Linked DNA regions of Rattus norvegicus: region 2 is linked to region 1. Evidence: chromatin contacts called from public Hi-C data. All regions are on one chromosome and are shown on one strand. Each heading gives the region's core, a stretch centred on a gene start, on an enhancer-like site or on the middle of the called end of the contact. The rest is flanking DNA. Distances are from core to core; before and after follow the strand shown.

Region 1 (2,700 bases), core at 100-2,599:
ATAGGCTATGGCTGCTACAACTTGGTTGTCTTTCAGAGGTTGAAGGGAAGTCCTTACTACTGAAAAGATTACACACTCAGGGAAAAGGGCTCAGATGCTTTCAGCTGTATCTAACCTGAAAGTCTTCTGTGTGTTCCAAGGTATAGGAGAGGACCATGCAAGCTTTCAAGGGAGGAAGCAATTCATACCCTAACCAGCTGTAATAGCTATGAACTACAATGGCCAGCACTACAAACCATGCCTAAAAATACATCAGTGCCACTCATATGTTCATGGTAACCAAAGGCTGTCTAATAAGACTTAAGCCTGGCTCATCAGGAAGGAAAGCACAGCTAGCCAACTACCCTAGATTAGAGGTCATGGACTCTAACACTATTACACTATAACATTTTACTATACCAGTATAATTCCTAACCACATTTTAAATCATATGCTTGAAACTACAGTTCAGTCTACTAACCTTATAGTTATGGATGAGAAAATATTGCTGGGGCTGGAGAGAGGAGTCAGCAGTTAAGAACCCTGGTTGCTCTTCCAGAGGATCCAGGTACAATTCCTAACACTCACATGATAGCTTACAAGTGTAACTCTAGGTGATCTGACTCCTTCTGGACTTTATGGCCCTGCCAACACGTGGCACATTGATATGATATGCAAGCAAAATACACATATGTGTAAAAGACAAAAATAAAATATTTTAAAATATTGCCAGCCAAAGCTTGTCGTTTCCGTTGTGCCTGAGTATTAAGGTCAGGGCAGAATTGCCTCTCTATGTTCAAATGCTTTTTTAAAAAACACTAACATTCTTTCAAATTAGGATGTATCGTTCTCTTCCACTCCAGAACCCGTAGTCATAATTAACCCTTTTCTGCAAGTAGATAGATCGCCACAAATTTCCTCTAAGGTAGAATGATCATAATTAAATTTTCTTCCTCACAAAACCTAGTACTACGTGTCTTCTTATGCACTGCTTCCCACTATGATTAATTATGAAACACTCTATGGGGGGAGGGGAATCAGGAGTCATTGTTCTGTGGCTAGAGAGTCCTACTGTACAGAAATAAAACTGTTCTAAAGACGGTAGCAGAACAATGAGAATGAAGTGAATATTACTAAACTCTGTTTAAAAATCTTAAAAATGCCTAAGTTCGTACTGTGCCTATGTGTCACAATAGGAATTTAAACTTTACATGGTAAATAGCTCTATCAGTGTCAGAAGGAAGAAACAAGCGCTATCTGGTGTAAGCCAAAGATGACTTCATAGTCACGGCTGAGACTTGAGACAGGGCATTGTTTTATGGTTCCTGGATTTGTGGCTGCCCAACTGATCCTTTCAGTCATGTCCCTTTTTCATTGTCCAGGTGGCAGTCCTCCAACAGGATGTTTACCTGCCATCAGGCAGGTCACCAGCCTTTCCAGAGCTCCTACCTTTAGCCCCGAGGGAACTTCTCCTCGTGGCAATTGCTAGATCCTCGGGGACCCATGCTGTCTCCAAGGAGGCTGAATCACAGGGTTCTAGGTTGAGAAACGGTGAACACCACCATGACCTTCCCAATGCTCACAAGATATATTCGCAGATTCTGTGTGTGCTATTACACTTTAAATCTCTCTCCCAATTCCTTCCCTCAGGAATAGTTCTCCTAAACAACTTCAGCTTGGAGTCTAAATGGAACAACTTTGTTAAGACACGTTTTACTCTCCCTTGCTTTCACTGAAGCAAAATAGGAAAGAACATTGCTTGCTATACTGATTTTCTTACACTATTTTAAATGTCACCTGTTCTTTAGGATTTTATATACTTCTACACTGGGTTGGGGTCATATCTTTTCCCTCACCCCTCCTTCAACTCTTGCAAAGCACCGCCTACCTCACCCTCTCCACTTCATACCCTGTTACATTTGTTTCCCTGTGTACGCTGCTGGGTCCAGTCATTGCTGCCTGTGTGTGCATGGATGTGAGATGATCCGCTGGAACATGGGCCACCTTCAAGAAGCCATGATGACTGGGGAGGACGGAGAATTGGCTTCTGAAGGAGATCGTTAATCACAAGATTCGGTCTTCTCCATCTCTTTCAGAGCAAACTAACTCTTGTTCTTAAAACTTCCCTCAGAAGGTTGAATTTCCCTTCTTTACGTCAAAGGGTATATATGATCGTAAGTTTTTCTTCCAAGGCATTGACATGTCTCCTGAGTTACAAGGGAAAGAACACTCAGATTATTTTACTGACTTCTGATTTATCACATCACAAACTGTGTTATCATCATCATTATCATCTTAAAGGAAAAGAATCCTATCTGGATTTACACGCACGGATTCACTGTGCCTCAGAGTTGCCCCTTACTAGGGCAGTTATCCTTCCAGTTTTGCTTTGTTGGGATCCTTCTTATTTATATTGATCTTAATCAGCCTGTTGGTCCACATTTTACCATCAGGAACCATTCTTTCCCTCTAGCTAATGTCAACTAATTATTCTGCTCTGAGAGAAAATGCTGTTGTTGGTTACATTTATTAATCCCACAAACATAACAAGATTATTATAAAGAAAAATGCTGGTGCTTTTCTACATCTCAATTAAGTATAGCTAACAAAACGCACTGCCAGCGACTACCTACACAGACAGATATCCTCGCTATACGCGTCCCAGTGTGTCCACTTGCTACTCAGCGTTTTAAAGCCAGGTTACTAAGCAAAGGTGCTTTG
Region 2 (3,028 bases), core at 143-2,642, 390 kb after region 1:
GGTGAGGGGTGGGGAGCAGCAATGCCTTTCCTGTAACCACCCTAATCCCCCTATCAACTAATTAATACCCAGAGAAAGCTGTTACTTGCATGGGAGCAATTATACCAAGTTCCTGGTCGGTGTCCAAATGGACTCACAATATAATTCATGAACAATGAGGCTTAGGCAAAGACATCGTCTAAAGATGACTTCTAAAACGAAAAGAGTTTGAGAAGCGGACCTTAAAGGACTCTGTTAGTAGCTGGGTGACGGGACAGGAAATAAATGCCATTCATTTTTTTAAACTAATTTTGAGGTCTTCCTTTGAACACATATGACTAGCTTAACCTTCATGTGAGCAGACTAGAACCAAACAGACACAGGAGTTGTGGCTCTCTCTTTGGATGCTGAAAAGGCTAAAGACCAGTAAGGGGCTGAAACGCAAAACCTCCTGTCCTTGAACAACTGCCAACTGCTGAACATCCGAATAACGCACTGCACACAGAGTCCTGAGAACCCCCTGAGTTTCGCGTGGCTGAGATCCTCAGTGAGTCCCCACTGCTGCCTTGGCGGTAAATACCTGTTGGAAAGGCCTTCCCCTTTTAGGTGTGAAACAGGAAGCAGTGATTCAGGAGCCATGGTTGTCTGAGGACTAACAGAGAACTGGGACCCACAAGCAGAGGACAGGGTGCAGAGGAGGGCTCACAGACTAAAGCCTATTGCAGCAGTACCGGCTGCGGGTTCTGCTCCCCATTCCGCCTCAGCCAGAGTGGGACTCGTTCTAGTGCAGGGGCTCCCGGGGGGGGGGGGGAGCTTGTCATCCAGCAGAGCAGAGGGCACAGGAACCTAGTGGCTCAGGCAGTCAAGAAAAGGCTCTCCTGATAGAGCATGGCATCTGGTAACAAGCCCCAGTGCATGCTGGGAACTCTTCCCGTGCAGACGGCTGGGCTGGCTGGGAGAGCTTTATCCAATAAAGTCCAGGCACCAAGTTCATCCAAACCAAGCTTTGAAGTAACAAAATGCTTCCTCTAGTCGCCACCCCGATAGACTATCATCTACCACTTACTCACCACGTGCAGAGAGAGAGAGAGAGAGAGAGAGAGAGAGAGAGAGAGAGAGAGAGAGAGAGAGAGAGAGAGAGAGAGAGAGAGAGAGAGAGAGCGCCAATGTGCTAACCACACAGGTTTAGATTGTCTGAAATACTGAGTCACCCAGGGAATCAGACACAGCCCTTCCAACGAGAAGTCGAAAGGATGAACAACCGTCCACCCATGGAGTTTTCAGACTCTTTTCTCACTTTTCCAGTGTATACCCACTGGTAGGAGCCAAAAGACTGTCACCCTGAGGAGAGAGAAAAACAAAGTTGTGGGTCGCTCTAACGAAACAGGTTTTTCCTTCCCTTGGAGAGACATTCCTCTATGGTGAGGTCATGTAAAACAGCCAAATGCTCAGTGTAACACACTGGGTCCTGTTCCCTGCAGGTGACTGTGCCCTTCAGCTTGACCTGTGATACAGAAGGAGAGAAAGAAAACCACTCTCCAGTTTCTAAGTAAAAGGTGACCATCTGGCAGCTAAGGTGCCGGAAACGGAAAACAGTGATGTGAACGGACTTGTCAGACAGGTGTGGCCCGGGAGCTGGAGCACAAAGCAAAATGTTTCTGGGGTCGAACCTTGAGCCAAATTAATTTAAAAAGGACAGGATAGCAGAGTATGTGATGTGTGCTGTGCTGGTATTGAAGAAAAAGGAAAAGGAAAAAAAAAAAAAAAACCTGTTCTTATCTGGCAAGGGCACCCCCTGCTGGCCGCCACTCTGAACTCCGCCTCTTGGTCTCTACAGAGCAGGCTTAGAAGTGCTTGCACAGCACAGAGAACCGGGCAGGGCTAGGTGGGCGAGTCCAGCGCACAGCACACAGCACACAAAAAGAGCAAAAGGTGCGGGTCGCCGCCCCAACCACAATCTACCTCCGTCACGGTTCTCTGCCGTCTGATAAATTACAAGGCGGCTGGAAAGAATGACTAGGCTGATTGCTGCTTTGCAGGTGAGAAGTTGGAAGCCTGGGAGGAAAGAGGCCATGTTGCCGGGCCCAGCCACAGAAAGGATTCCTAAATTACACTCACATGTTTATAGCACTTGACTGTGGGACTAAATCTCCACTATCCTTCTAATGGCTCCGGTTTACCGTGACATTCTTAATAGTAATTACTTAAGGTCCCGAGCACATGACAGAGCAGCCTAGGATTAAAACACATTCGAACATGAGACAGAGCGCCTTGCCAGAGAGTGGCCTAGAGTCAGCCTTGCCTTCCCACGGTCCCACCCCCACCCCCCACCCCACTTCTGTGTGAGCTGCTAGGAGCACAGACTTTTTTTTTTTTTTTTAATGAGCTGCCCTTCCAGAGTCTCTGCTTCCCTCTCACCCATTTCATTCTGTTTGGCCTCTTACAAAATAAAGCAAATGTTTCATAACATCAGCACACTGTCGCCTCCCCTCTCCCCCAAAAAAATTCCAGGAAAACGCCCTGGGTTGAAAATGCTTTCTAATCTGGGGCTTGTGTTTAAACTCACTGCTGCCCATTTGAGCTAGTTACCCAAGGAAACCTGCAGCGGGATTCAGCCGGTGCCTGGCACCGAGACTACCACAAAGAAACCTGTTTGTAGAGGCACACAGGTCTCTGCACTCCTGACAGAAACGTCATACTCGAGCGTCTTTAGCTCAAGTTCTACGCCCTTAGTCTCGGGAGTTCACCAGCTCAGGCTGAACTTGGCTTCTCCCTGGGACCTCAATTTCATGTCTGTTCCCAGCCCTGGACTTCAAACACGGGGGACAGGGATGCAAGGCATCTAGGCGTGAGCAGAGAAACATAATGGAGAAAACAAACACGCTTCATCCCCTTTGGGTCACTGGGTCTGGTTTTCATTTTCTAGTTTCCATGTGAAACCCAGGGGTAAGAAGGAACACCCGTGGGATACAGGACCCGTGGAAAAAAAATTCCCTTATTTCGGAATTTTAAAGAAATCGCCATACATAACGCGGTGTGCTTGCTCGTT

Evidence for each region. Hi-C and Micro-C count contacts between places; a contact is called where the count stands out from the background.
Region 2: a Hi-C map of liver shows a contact between it and region 1, with 2.3 times the contacts expected there. The contact joins two enhancer-like sites. A contact is called at or near these places in 2 of 12 Hi-C or Micro-C datasets (liver and mammary epithelial cells).

What each region holds. Positions count from the first base shown.
Region 1 is chr9:109,559,627-109,562,326 of GRCr8, forward strand. No RefSeq gene overlaps it. Among named protein-coding and RNA genes, the nearest start is that of Efna5, 480 kb to the right of the region's middle. Within about 2 kb of position 1,350, at least 1 of the 93 cell types and tissues checked has an H3K27ac peak or open chromatin away from gene starts, as enhancers often do.
Region 2 is chr9:109,945,064-109,948,091 of GRCr8, forward strand. All of the region lies in intron 1 of Efna5 (ephrin A5), which reads right to left. LOC120094759 (a long non-coding RNA gene) reads left to right here. Exons shown (of 4, transcript XR_010054892.1): 4 at 1-284. Among named protein-coding and RNA genes, the nearest start is that of Efna5, 96 kb to the right of the region's middle. Within about 2 kb of position 1,393, at least 27 of the 93 cell types and tissues checked have an H3K27ac peak or open chromatin away from gene starts, as enhancers often do.